Regions from separate parts of the Ovis canadensis genome. Here region 1 is linked to region 2. The links are chromatin contacts, called in public Hi-C maps. All regions are on one chromosome and are shown on one strand. The core of a region is the stretch at or near the end of the contact, and the rest is flanking DNA. Distances in the headings are between cores, read along the strand shown. Region 1 overlaps ST3GAL1 (ST3 beta-galactoside alpha-2,3-sialyltransferase 1). Region 2 overlaps ST3GAL1 (ST3 beta-galactoside alpha-2,3-sialyltransferase 1).

What was found. Hi-C and Micro-C count contacts between places; a contact is called where the count stands out from the background.
Region 1: a contact with region 2 is called in a Hi-C map of fibroblasts, with 3 times the contacts expected there. The contact joins two enhancer-like sites. A contact is called at or near these places in 2 of 2 Hi-C or Micro-C datasets (fibroblasts and lung).

What each region holds. Positions count from the first base shown.
Region 1 is chr9:31,148,836-31,155,475 of ARS-UI_OviCan_v2, forward strand. The region is part of intron 2 of ST3GAL1 (ST3 beta-galactoside alpha-2,3-sialyltransferase 1); the gene reads left to right. Among named protein-coding and RNA genes, the nearest start is that of ST3GAL1, 62 kb to the left of the region's middle. Within about 2 kb of position 2,981, the one cell type or tissue checked has open chromatin away from gene starts, as enhancers often do. A contact at or near this core is called in fibroblasts, where this site is marked.
Region 2 is chr9:31,103,297-31,109,058 of ARS-UI_OviCan_v2, forward strand. It overlaps ST3GAL1 (ST3 beta-galactoside alpha-2,3-sialyltransferase 1), which reads left to right. Exons shown (of 8, transcript XM_069599820.1): 2 at 3,985-4,136. Among named protein-coding and RNA genes, the nearest start is that of ST3GAL1, 16 kb to the left of the region's middle. Within about 2 kb of position 2,010, the one cell type or tissue checked has open chromatin away from gene starts, as enhancers often do. A contact at or near this core is called in fibroblasts, where this site is marked.

The DNA of each region.
Region 1 (6,640 bases), core at 1,731-4,230, 47 kb after region 2:
TTCCCTCCTTCGTGATGCTGGCCCCTCATGGGCTGCTGCCCAGGCGGGTTTCACTATCTACCAGTGAAGAGAGGTGGTGGTGCTCAGTGAGGTGTTACAGGTGTCCTCACGTGCCCAGGTGAGAAGCCAGGAGGGTGGCATTGAAGAGCTCCTCCATGGTCATGTGACCGTAGGTCTGCCCTGTACCAAGGAGGTGATGATAATACTACCTTCCGCAGACAACTTGTGACTGTCTCGCTCACACCCAGGCTGGTCCCTAAGAAGCCACATGTCTTTGAAGGGTATCCACCCTGGAGAGCCTCTAGGTGCCTTGCCAGGTGTCCAGCAAAGAAAGCGTCAGATATTGACACAGCTGGGTGGGTGGGTTGCGTGAATAGACGGGGAGATAGGATGAAGGTCACTCCCCGTGGCCACCAGATCTGGTTAGGGATGTTCTATGAGCCTTGTTGTTGTTCAGTCGCTCAGTCGTGTCCGACTCTTTGTGACCCCATGGACTGCAGCACACCAGGCTTCCCTGTCCTTCCCCATCTCCAGAGCTTGCCCAAACTCCTGCCCATTGAGTCAGTGACGCCATCCAGCCATCTCATCCTCTGTCACCCCTTCTCCTCCTGCCTTCAATCTTTGCCAGCATGGGGTCTCTTCCAATGAGTCCGCTTTTTTGCATCAGGTGGCAAAAGTACTGGACCGTCAGCTTCAGCACCAGTCCTTCCAATGAGTATTCAGGGTTGATTTCCTTTAGGATGGACTGGTTTGATTTCCTTCAGTCTAAGGGACTGAGTCTTCTCTAACACCACAGCTCAAAAGCCTTGGTTCGCAAGAAAAACAATGAGGATTCTGTCTGATACCTGGATATTTAAGTCCAGCAGAAGTCAGAGAGTTGACGAGTGGGAGACAGCCGGTGAATCGTTCACAGACAGGGCCTCGGGAGTGGGTGGGGTCAAATCCCAGGCACCACCCAGAGCAGTCAAGGGTTAAAGGGGCCTGGGCCTGTGACTCACCTGTTATCCAGCAGGAGGCAGCGTTGGGAAGAAGCTGGTGGGTGTTACCCCGGGAGCCTGGAGGCAGGGCTTGTTAGGGTGCCCCCTGGTGGAACCTGGAATCTGGTGAGCCTGGAGCCTGCATGGCACCCACAGGGACGCCCACCCCAGTGCTGTCCCTGCCCAAGGCTGTCTCATTGGCCGGAGGACAGGGAGGCTTCTTGATGGGTGAGTCCCGGGCAACGTTGGGAGCAGCGTTGGGAGGATTCCAGAAAGAGCCTGAGCCAACTTCCTGAAAAGCCCTCCGAGCTGCCACGGCTGTTCTTGAAGCAGCTGTTTCTCTGGGGAGAGACAGGGTAGGGGCGGGGCTCCAGGGGGGCGGGGCTTCCTGCGGACCACACCTCCAGGGGATGATCTTTGCAGGACGTACAGGGTCCATTCAGAGTGGGCCATCCAGGGCAGGTGAATGCCAGCGTGATTCTCAAGGGCGTGGTGTGGCCCCTGGGGATGAAAACCCATGGGGTGTTTCTCATCCTGGGGCTGAAGAGGACTGAGACCCACAAACAGAGCCATCGCATGAAGAGGGCCATTGACAGGAGCCAGAGGCCGCCAGGTCTTGGCTACCCCACGGGGGTCGGGAGGGGCCAGAGCCGTAAGCGTCTGGCCTCAGCCCCCATCCTCCTTTCAGTCTCCTGTCTGTGCCCGCACGGCCCAGAGCCAACCAGCATGGGAACTCACGGGGGAGGCCCCAGGGCAGCCCTGGGCACAGAGCAGAGTGCCAGGAGTGGAGGAAAGGAAAGCCAAGGTGCCCAGCTCACCACCCGAGCCCCCGGGAGGCCGGGCCACACAGCTTCGACCCTTCCAGAAACCTAGGGCCGGCCGGGCAGGGGCGGTGCTGCACGTGGGAGGTGCCCTGCGGCGCCCCAACCCAGAAGACTTTGGCAAGTCGGGACCCTCCAGAGCCTGACCTCCCCTCTGCTGCAAAGCCTGCTGAGACTTCCCCTGGCCCCTGGTATGTGGCTCCAGCCCTTGCCTGACCCACCCCCACCCCTACCCCATCTTGCATCTTCCTCTCTGGGTTTCTGCTCAGCTTGACTGTCTCTCTCAGTTCCTGCCAACCCACCTGCTTTCCTGACAGGCCTTTGCACCTGCAGCTTCCTTTGCCCGGAGGCCCCTGTCCTCTCTGCCCAGTTACTGGCCCATCCTGTGGTCCTCTGGCCGTTACCACTTTCTTAGGGGACCCCCGACTCATCCCCAGCTCTCTCTTCGATCACACGAAGCAAAGGGTAACAGATGGTTCTCCAGAGGAAAAAATCCAATACAATAGATGTGTGTGTATATTGAGAGATTAAATTTTAGGAATTGGCTCATGCCATGTGAGTGGGCAGTGGCGGGGGGCATGGGGTTCCCTGGTGGCTCAGTGGTAAAGAACCTGCCTGCCAAAGCAGGAGATGCGGGTTTGATCCATGGGTTGGGAAGATCCACTGGAGAGGGAAGTAGCAACCCACTCCAGTATTCTTGCTGGGAAATCCCATGGACAGTGGTGCCTGGCAGGTTATAATCCGTGGGGTCGCAAAGAGTCAGACGTGACTTAGCGACTGGAAAACAACAACAACACGCAACGCGGGGCTGGCAGATTCAAAATCTGGTGGCAGACCTACAGCCTGGAGACTCAGGCAGGAGTTGATGATGTAGTTGTGGTCAATGTTGCAGCCGTAAGTGTGAACTCTATATGGCCAGCTGGCAGGCGGGCAAGTCAGGCAGGATTTCTGTGTTACTTATCGTCACAGCCTGTTTGCCTCTCCCTGAGGCCATCTCTCAGGCCTCACCTCACTCAAGCTGGGCGGCTCTTGATGATGTGTTCTGGAGCGATCTGGGTCTGGCTGCAGCCAAATGCTGGTCCTTCTTGAGCCAGGGGAGAGAGAGGCATACACAGAGCTAGTCCAGGTCCAGGCTGGGCCACACAAGCCTGGCTGCCAACTTTGTGTGTGACTCAGAGGGTGGGGCTGGCCGGGAGATGCTGACCAGGGAGGAAGCAAAAGCTGGGAGAGGCGAGGTCACATCTGCCCTCTGCCAGGCCCCGAACTGGCTGCACGCAGATCCTCATGTCACCGCTGTGGCGTGGTCACTGTCGGTCTCCCTCAACTCCGACGTCACAGGGGACTCAGGGCGGGGCCCCCACCTGCTGCACTCCCCCTCTCCCAGTACCCCAGCTCCTTAGGATTCTGTCTCTTGACAGCTGCGGGCCTCTGTTCCCACCTCTGACAGATGGAGCTGGCACCCAGCCCTAGAGCCGTGACTGTCCAGTACTGTGGGTAAACAGGGTCTGCAAAGGGACAGCCTCCATAAGCATCTGTCCCCTGATGATGGATTAATCAGTGCCTAATGCGGCCCCCTCAGCCCCTACTGGCTCCTTTCCCTGTCCATCCCAGCCCATGACGCCCTCCACCCTCCTGCCCCCGGCAGGTGTGGAAACAGCCACGCCAGGGCAGCTGCGTGAACAGAGCGGGTTCCTTCTAAGGACCCAGGCAGTCTTAGAGTCAGGCGCCTGCTCCCCTCTCGGCTCTGGACTTTGCCGTGTGTCGTCGGATGCGTCGCTTCCCCTTTCTAAGCTCAGTCTCCACGTCTGTTCAGTGAAGTGGGCAGAAAGGAGAGGGCCGGGTGCGAGTGTTAGATGGCACTCCTTGCGGGAAACCAGAAGCCACTGGAGTATGTCAGAAGTCAAGCCCAGCATTCAAGGAGTGCTCACTGTGTGCTGGGCGCAGACCCCTGAGCTCTGCCTGCACTGATTGGAGCCTTTCTCAGCCCAGCCCCATGAGGCGTGTGTGAAGTGTAAAGCGAAATGAAAGTTGCTCAGTCGCATCCGACTGTGACCCCGTGGTCACATGGACCCTGTAACCCGCCAGGCTCCTCTGTCCATGGGATTCCCCAGGCCAGAATACTGGAGTGGATAGCCTTTCCCTTTTCCAAGGGATCTTCTTAACCCAGGGATCCAACCCAGGTCTCCCACATTGCAGGCGGACTCTACCAGCTGAGCCACAAGGGAAGCCCATGAGGTGGGCACCGCCTTATCCCAGGTGATGATGAAACTTCACTGAGGCAGAAGCTTCAGAAGGATTTGGTTCAGAGGATCTGGGGCTTAGACAGTCGTTGGAAAGGTGATGGGAGCCGTGCCCTCAGGTATATCAGTCCTGATGCTGAAGGCTGGAGCCCAGAGGCCAGGAAGCCACAAGAAGCCATCACAGGGATTCCCTGGTGGTCCTGTGGTTAAGAATCCACCTGCCAGTGAAGGGAATACGGGTTCGGTCCCTGCTCCAGGAGGATCCCACATATCGAGGGGCAGCTAAGCCCACGCACCAGAACTCCTGAGCCCGCTCCCTAGAGCCCCTGCTCTGCAACAAGAGAAGCCACACAAGGGGAAATGTGTGCACCATGACAAAACGTAACCCCTGCTCGCCACAACTAGAGAAAGCCGGAGCACAGCAATGAAGACCCAGCATGGCCAAAAATCAGATAAAATTTTAAAAGTAACTCTCAAAAAAAAAAAAAAAAGATGCCAGCTCAGAGTGTGGAGATGCCCTGCAAACTGGAAGGTGGAGGGAGACAGAGAGGTTGGTCCACAGAGCAGCTTCCGCCCCCACAGGAAGGAGGACAAGCCTACCTCCATGCTGATTATCCATTATTGCAGAGCCCCCTGGTCAGGGGAAGCTGGGAAGTGTCATCTCTAACCTTCCAGCCCTACGATGCAGAGGAGAGAGCAGAGACAGAATCCCCAGCCCAGAAGATGCTAGCCGGCAGGGACCGTGCAAGCAGGAAGAATCAGGATACCCTAAAAGCCCTCGCGTTGCACACAGGTTAACGCTCCAACAGTTGACCCTTTGAAGAGAGAAGGGCCCCGTGAATGACCACAGATGCCCATTACACTCTCGCCCATGCATCGCTCTGGGACCCTCCTCCCTGCAGATCCTCAGAGGTCCTGGCCAGCAGAGCAGGAAGAAGTGAAGGGCTGGTTGTCCCATCCCTCAACGCATGGAAGCAGCTAATGAAGCGAGTCGGAATCATCATTTTCCTCATTCCCCTAGTTTGTCCTTTCATGCCTGATTTCACTCAGTCTTTTCAATAACCCTGCCAGTAAGGCAAGCCAGGGAATCTGTTGGACTTTTTACAAATGAGGAACCTGAAACTCAGGGAGGGAAGAGAACTGCTCTGTGCCCTCAAACCAAGCTGCTCGCTTCTGTGCAAATCCTTTTATCCCACAGCAGCCCTGTCTTCGGGCGTTACAAGTCTCGCTGTGGGCTTCCCCGGTAGCTCAGGGGTAAAGAATCTGCCTGCAGTGCAGGAGATGCGGGTTCGATCCCTGTGTGAGGAAATTGCCCTGGAGGAGGACATGGCAGCCCACTCCAGTATTCTTGCCTAGAGAATTCCATGGACTGAGGAGCCTGGCGGGCTACAGCCCATGGGGTCACAAAGAGTCAGACATAACTGAAATCAGTGAGCACGTACACAGTCCCACTTTGTGGATTCAGAAACCAAGTGTCAGAGAGCTGCAGTGCCTTACCCCTGAGAACAGAATTAACTGGGAATAGGAAGAGTTAGGATTTGAACCCAAGTATGTCTGGGCCATTTTTTTATTCCAACAACCCACTGGCTGTGATCCACTGGCACAGAACCAGAACAGATGGATTCCAAGTGTCCAGTGACCAGTGGCTCCAGAAGACAAGCAGAGAGAAGCAGCTCAGTGTTGAGCAGTCTCAAGAGGTGAGGAGTGACAAATAGTAATAATGAAACGAAATGAAAATGGGGTACAGGACTCCCAGGTCAGCTGAAATGAAGAGGCCAAGAAGCAAAGCAACAGAAACCTCAGGAAGAGTGCCATTATTCTGGACCTTTTTTATTCCTTTTGAGGCATTTGGCAGAATTTAAGTTGCATGGGACCAGAGCCTAAGGAAACAAGCTGAACACAGCAGCTGAGAGATTGAAAAGCTAGACTGAGCTTTTGACAGTCTCACAGTATAGGGGAGACAGAAACTGGAAATGAGAGAGTGCATGGAGGAGGCATGCCTCCAAACTCATAGCCCTCCCAGCTTTCCTTTAAGAAGGACTATGCCCTGGGCTTCCTTGTGGCTCAGTGCAGGAGACTCTGGTTGCATCCCTGGTCCTGGAAGATCCCACAGGCTGTAGAGCAACTAAGCCCCTGTGTTCAGTCACTCAGCCATGTCTGACTCTTCATGATCCCGTAGACTTAGCCCACCAGACTCCTCTGTCCATGGAATTTTTCAGGCATGGATCCTGGAGTAGGTTTCCATTTCCTACACCAGGGGATCTTCCCAACCCAGGGGTTGAACCTGGGTCTCCTGCACTGGCAGACGGATTCTTTACCACTAAGCCACCAATAAAGTGGCTCAATAGTCCACTAAAGGTGGAAGCAATTCAAATATCCACGCATGGTAGTCAGTAGCTAAGTTGTGTCTGACTTTGGGACCCTGTGGACTGTAGCCCACTAGGCTCCTCTGTCCTTAGGGATTTCCCAGGCGAGAATACTGATGTGGGTTGCCGTTTCCTTCTCCGTGGGAGAAGCCCCCGTGCCACAGCTACTGAGCCTGTGCCCTGGAGCCTGGGAGCTGCAACACTGAAGCCCACAGCAGGAGTGGCCGCTGCAGTGA
Region 2 (5,762 bases), core at 760-3,259:
TTTCAGGTGGTAGATGCACTAACAGGGGCAAAGAAGGTATGATTTATGAATCCAGATTAGGAGAAGTGAGAACTCGCTGATTCGTTTGACTGGAATTTGTCCTAATCTGTGCACCAGCTGGAATTTGTGGGCATTTTTCTTGCCTCAGGTCTCCTGGTTTAAGTCCAGCAGTTTACCATTAAGGACCCGGTTGGTAGCTGGTTGCTGCCAGTTGGATGGAGAGAAATGAGGGGGCAAACCCTGAGCCTGGAATCAGAAGCCTTTGGCCCATGTTCCCATAGCCCTGTTCTCAGCCGTGTGATCCATGGGCCCACCTCTCCAGGCCTCAGTTTCTTCATTTGTGCCTGGGAGAGTCACATGAGCGTTTCTGCACCCTTTCCAAAAATGAGGATTACATCTGATCCGTCTTCCTGTGTAGTCCCTGTGTATGAACACATTTCACCATTTTCAAGAATCGAGTTAGTGGAAGCCTTGGGAAAGCAGGAGGAATATAAGAAGATGCAGGGCAGGAGGGCATAGGGAAGAAAGTTGTGATGTGGCATTTTAGAAGAGATTTTTAGGGCTTCCCTGGCAGCCCAGTGGTAAAGAATCCGCCTGCCAATGCAGGAGACACGGGTTCAATCCCTGATCTGGGAAGATCCCACATGCCACAGAGCAGCTAAGCCCGTGAGCCCCAGCAGTTAAAGCCTGTGAGCCCCAGAGCCCGCGCTCTGCAACAGGAGAAGCCGCTGCCGCAAAAAGCTTGTGCGCTGCAACTCGGGAGTAGCCCCCGCCCACCAGGACTAGAGAAAACCCTGCGCACCCACGAAGACTCAGCAAAGCCAAAAATAAGCATACATACAGTTATTCAAAACAAGAGGAGGTGTTAAAGATCAGTTAAAATCAGAAATCAGGGAGAGTCGAAGTAGCTGATGAGGCTGCTGCTCCTGGGCCAGCAGGTTAGGAAGTGGGGTCCTCTCCTTCTCTGTGTGATCAGTGCCTTGGGTCCTGGTAGAGCAGCTGAGAACCCCAGGCTCTGGAAGGTGGGTGATGCTTGGGGGGCACAGATCCAGTTTTTAAAGGCCTCATGGTTGCAGGCTTGCTGGTTGGGGTTGGAAATCCAATGCAGTTGCCGAGATATTGCGTATCATTCCCTGTGCTATACAATAGCTCCTTGTTGGTTATCTATTTTACATGCAGAAGTGTGTATATTTTAATATCAAACTCCTAATTTGTCTGTCCCCCCTTTCCCCTTTGGTAAACGTAAATTTGTTTTCTATGTTTGTTAGTCTATTTCTGTTTTGTAAATAAGTTCATTTTTTTTAAGATTCCACATATAACTAATATGTGATATTTATCTCTGTCTGACTTACTTTCACTTGGTATGAGAATCTCTAGGTCCAGCTATGTTGATATGGCTTTATTTCATTCTTTTCTTTAGGGCTGAGCAGTATTCTGTTTTATATATATATATATATATATATATATATATATATATATATATATATATACAGCTACATATTCTGTTTTATATATATATAAAACATCTTCTTTGTCCATTCATCTGTTGATGGATGGTTAGGTTGCTTCCATGTCTTGGCTGTTGTGGATAGTGATACTCACTCACTCATTTATTCTATAGCCATTACTGAGTGCCCCCTCCCTGCAAGTGCCCATTTTACCCATACAGTGTCCAGTGGGCGTGGGGAAATCTAGTGATAGGTAAAGTCAGTAAAGTGCTGTCCTTTCCACCACCCCTAAGGGCTTCAGTCCCATGAGAACAATGGGCGATAGAATTGTGGTGATGGCTTGCTCTTAGTAAATTCTTGTTAAACAATAGAATGAACCAGGGAAGCTCAGCACAGGAAACCATGGAGTCCCTGTAAGGTTCCCTAGCCCATTTCAGATTAAGGACAGCATGGTGTCAAAGCAAACATCTTGGAAGTGTGGTGCATGAATTGCTTTGCTCATTCTCTGACTCAGGAGATAGTAATTGAGTTTCTCCCGGCGGGGGGGAGCTGGGTGGTGGCTTGTAGAGTGGCGTCTAGGACAGTTGCCTCACTCTTGCCTCGTGGAATTACTGGGCTGTGACCGATGCTCTGCAGGAGCGCAGGGAAATCTGGGAATGTGTCATGGCAGTGCCTGGCTTTGTCTGTCCTGTTGAAAGAGATGTCCCTGCGAAGTGCGCTGACACTGAGACCCGAAGGGTGAGCAGAGTGTGGGTGGGGATGGTGTGAGTCATTAATGGGAGGGAGGAAGGTGTGAGCTGCAGTGTACAAGGACCCCTCTGGCATTGGAGGAGGTGGCAGACACCATCTGGTGGCTGGGGGCAGTGAGCCTCCGCCTTCATTCTTCCAGAAAACTGGGGCTGGAAAAAAAGTTTCATTCCCAGAACTTCCCCTAGCTGCTCTGGCCACTTTGTGTTTCTTCTGTATAAACATCCCGCCTACATCGGGACCTCCAAATAGAGTCTGTTTATCATCAACACCAGATGCCTGTAGACAAATCTGGAGTCAGTTGATCTCTAAATCCTGTTGATTTCTTGTGTAAAATAGTTCCTGAATCTTCTCCTCGTCTTGCCCACAGCCCAGCCTTATCCCTGGCCCTCATCGTCTCTTGACAGTCAGGCTGAACTGGACAGCACAGGCTGACTTTTCTTTCTGACATAAAAATCATGTGGTCTCACTGCCAGCAGTGTGAGGATAACTTGGTGGTTGTATCAGCTAGGTTTCTCTGCATAACAAACAGTCTCGAACCTTAGCACCTTCAACAATAAACATTTCTTATTTTTCCTGATGCTGTGGGTATGTAGACTAGGTGTTTCTTTTGGACTGGTCGACTTGGCTGGTGCTCAACTGCCTGTAATAGTCTCACTTGCAAGCCTAGGGGCTCAGCTGGGAGGGCTGAAGCTTTTCCCCATGTTGGTTGGTTTTCATCCTCCAGGGGCTAGCTCAGGTGTGCTCTTGTGACTGCAGAATGATTCCCAGCGGCAAGCGAGAGGAAGTCCTCCACTTAACCATTCTTAAGCCTTTCTTTGTGTCAAGTTTGTTATCATTGGCTTATTGTTCAAAAGCAAGCCACATGGCCAAGTTCAGACTCCAAGAGTGGAGAAACGGTTTTCACTTTGCGGTGAGAGAGGTGCAAAGCCCCACCACAGAGGGGATGCTGCAAGGTGATGTGAGTAATAGGGGACCTTCACCGAAATCCTCTCTCTCGCAGTGGCTGAGATGAAGGCTTTGGAAGCAGACAGGATGGGTGTGTCCGGTCACACTCTCCTCTCTGCCGCTGACTGCTTTCGTCATGCCGGGCAGCTCCACTCATGGCAGCTCTCCAAGCTTCAGCTGCCCATCCGTGTTGTGGGAATAATCAGTCTGGGCACCTTGGATTTCAAGAGAGTGTCAGCTAAGAAAACCCATGGTCTGCACATTGCAGTGCTCGGCACACAGAAAGGACTCAACTGAGGGTCTCTGTTCCTGTTCTCAGACGAGGTCTTCGACAGCCCTTTCCTGTCCAGCCTCAGCCTGGTTTATCCTAATTTTGATCTCACAATTTTCGCCTTCACATCCTACCTATTTCTTTATCTTTGTCCTGAAAGACATTTTCCCCCAAGGCTTTTCTTTTGCCAAACAGCATCTTGCTTGTACCCTGATCAAGGGACACCTAAAAATACCATCTCCTCTTCAGATTTGTCTTTCAGACTGAGTTGGCTGTTTCTTCCCCAGATACCATCCACACCCTCATATCATACTGCCCAGGACTGTCTATTTGTTTCCTCTGCCAGGCTGAGCTCCTGGAGGGGTATGAACTATACTCACCTTTCTGTCTCTGGGACTTGACTCTGAGCATGGAGCAGAATAGGGGTTTATCTACAAAATATTTGATGTATAAATCATTGGCTGGGTGAATGGGGAAGTGGGTGAATGCCTTTTAATTATGTTGAGTCATCTCCAAAAGGCAGTGAGTGAAATGTCAAAGCTGACAAACTTTTATCGTCTTCACTTCCAGCTGGTACTGGTTTCAGATTCAACCTTTCTGATGTGGAAATGCCAGTAGAAGTGATTAGCATCTCCAGTGGCTGTGGTGAGCAGACACTCTGAGCTTTGTGTCCAGGACAGTCGTCTGAAGAGCAGAGATGGACTCTCCCTCAGCCCACTGAGGTAATAACTGACTAACACCAGTGAGAAACTCTTTCCTGTTTCTTCTGTGGATTACATCAGGTTGTGGGGAGAAGGTGGAGGTGGGGGAGATTGCGCCTGTTTCTTGATCTCTTTGCAACTTGGATATTCCATAAAGAGGGAGGGCTTTCTCCCTCAAGGAGAAACGTGAGCCTCTTAGAGTATCAAGCAACCTCTCTGTTTTTTAGAGGTCTTTGTGCTTTCCTGAAAACTGGGAGATCCTTCTATGATAAGTGCCTGTCATCCCAAAGAAGCGCTGCAGTGACAGTCTCTGGTGTGTCCTGGGGTGAGCACTCAGCCAGCAAACCCTGTGACCCACAGGACAAGTCCCTCCTGGTCATGTTTTACAAATAAAGTTTTATTGGCACTCAGCCATGCTCATTCATCAGGGCTATCTGTGGTATGTCACACCACAGCAACCATTGCGACAGAGAAAGTGTGGCCCCAAAGGCTGAAATATTTACAGACCGGTCCTTAAGACAAAAAAAAAAAAAAAATGTGTTGGTCCCTGGTCTAGAACTGAGCTGTCCACATACATCCACTCCATCTGTGGCTATTGAAATTTTAATAAATGAAAATTAAAGTTAAACCCAGAGCATTCTTTTCAATTAAAAATGGTTTTTTTTTCAGTTAGTTCATTTTTATATAATTGCAAATTTACAGGTAAGCTGCAAGAATAGTCAGAAAATCATGGGTACCCTTTACCCAGATTTCTCCAGTGTTAGCATTTTATATATTCCTGAAATCACAGCGTTATTATAAACATCGTACAGCTGAGTCAGAAGCTTAGCATTGATTTGCTGCTAACATTGATTTGTATTTCACAACACTGACCTTTTTTGACACATCCAAGCCAATTATTTTCCAGAATATCCCTCAGTTTGTGTTTGTCTGATGTGTCCTTGTGATTCGATTGAGACCGTGGGCTCTTGCCAGGAATCTCACGGAACTGATGCTGGGTCCTCAGTGCCTCCTGTTAGGAGGATGATGTTGGTCTATCTCAGAGCTGGTGACGTTGATTTGTCACCTGGTTGAGGTGGCCTCTGTGAGGTGTCTCCATGTGAAGTTACCATTTCATTTTTGTAATTATCAAGTATCTTCCCGGGAGCGTCTATAAGACTCTGTAAATATCCTTTTACTCCTTAACCTGCCACGTGAGCTTTAGCATCTATTGATGGTTCTTGCCTGCGTCAGTTTATTATCAGCATGGTTACCAAATAGCGATTTTTCTCATCTCATTGTTTATTTTTCATTTGTTAGTTGGTTTTCCAGCATAGAAAAGAACATTCCTCCTTCCTTTCCTTCTTTATGCAGGTTATGAACTGGCAGATTTTAACTGTACTTAATAAATTTTAATCCTTTGTTATCATCATCATTATAAATATCATTCTTTTGATATTTTAAAGTTGTCCCAAATGTATCCAGTGAGGGATGGCTGCAGCATCTTTTTAACATCTCTCTGTTGGTTTCTGAACACTTTCTTACTTGTTGGTGAGACACAATATTCTAGCCTCATTTTGTGCTTCCTCTGCCCAGCCTGAGAGTTAGCATTTTTCAAGGAATCCTGGTGCTTTTCAGTGCAGGATGTTATTTAGAAGTGCCATCTGG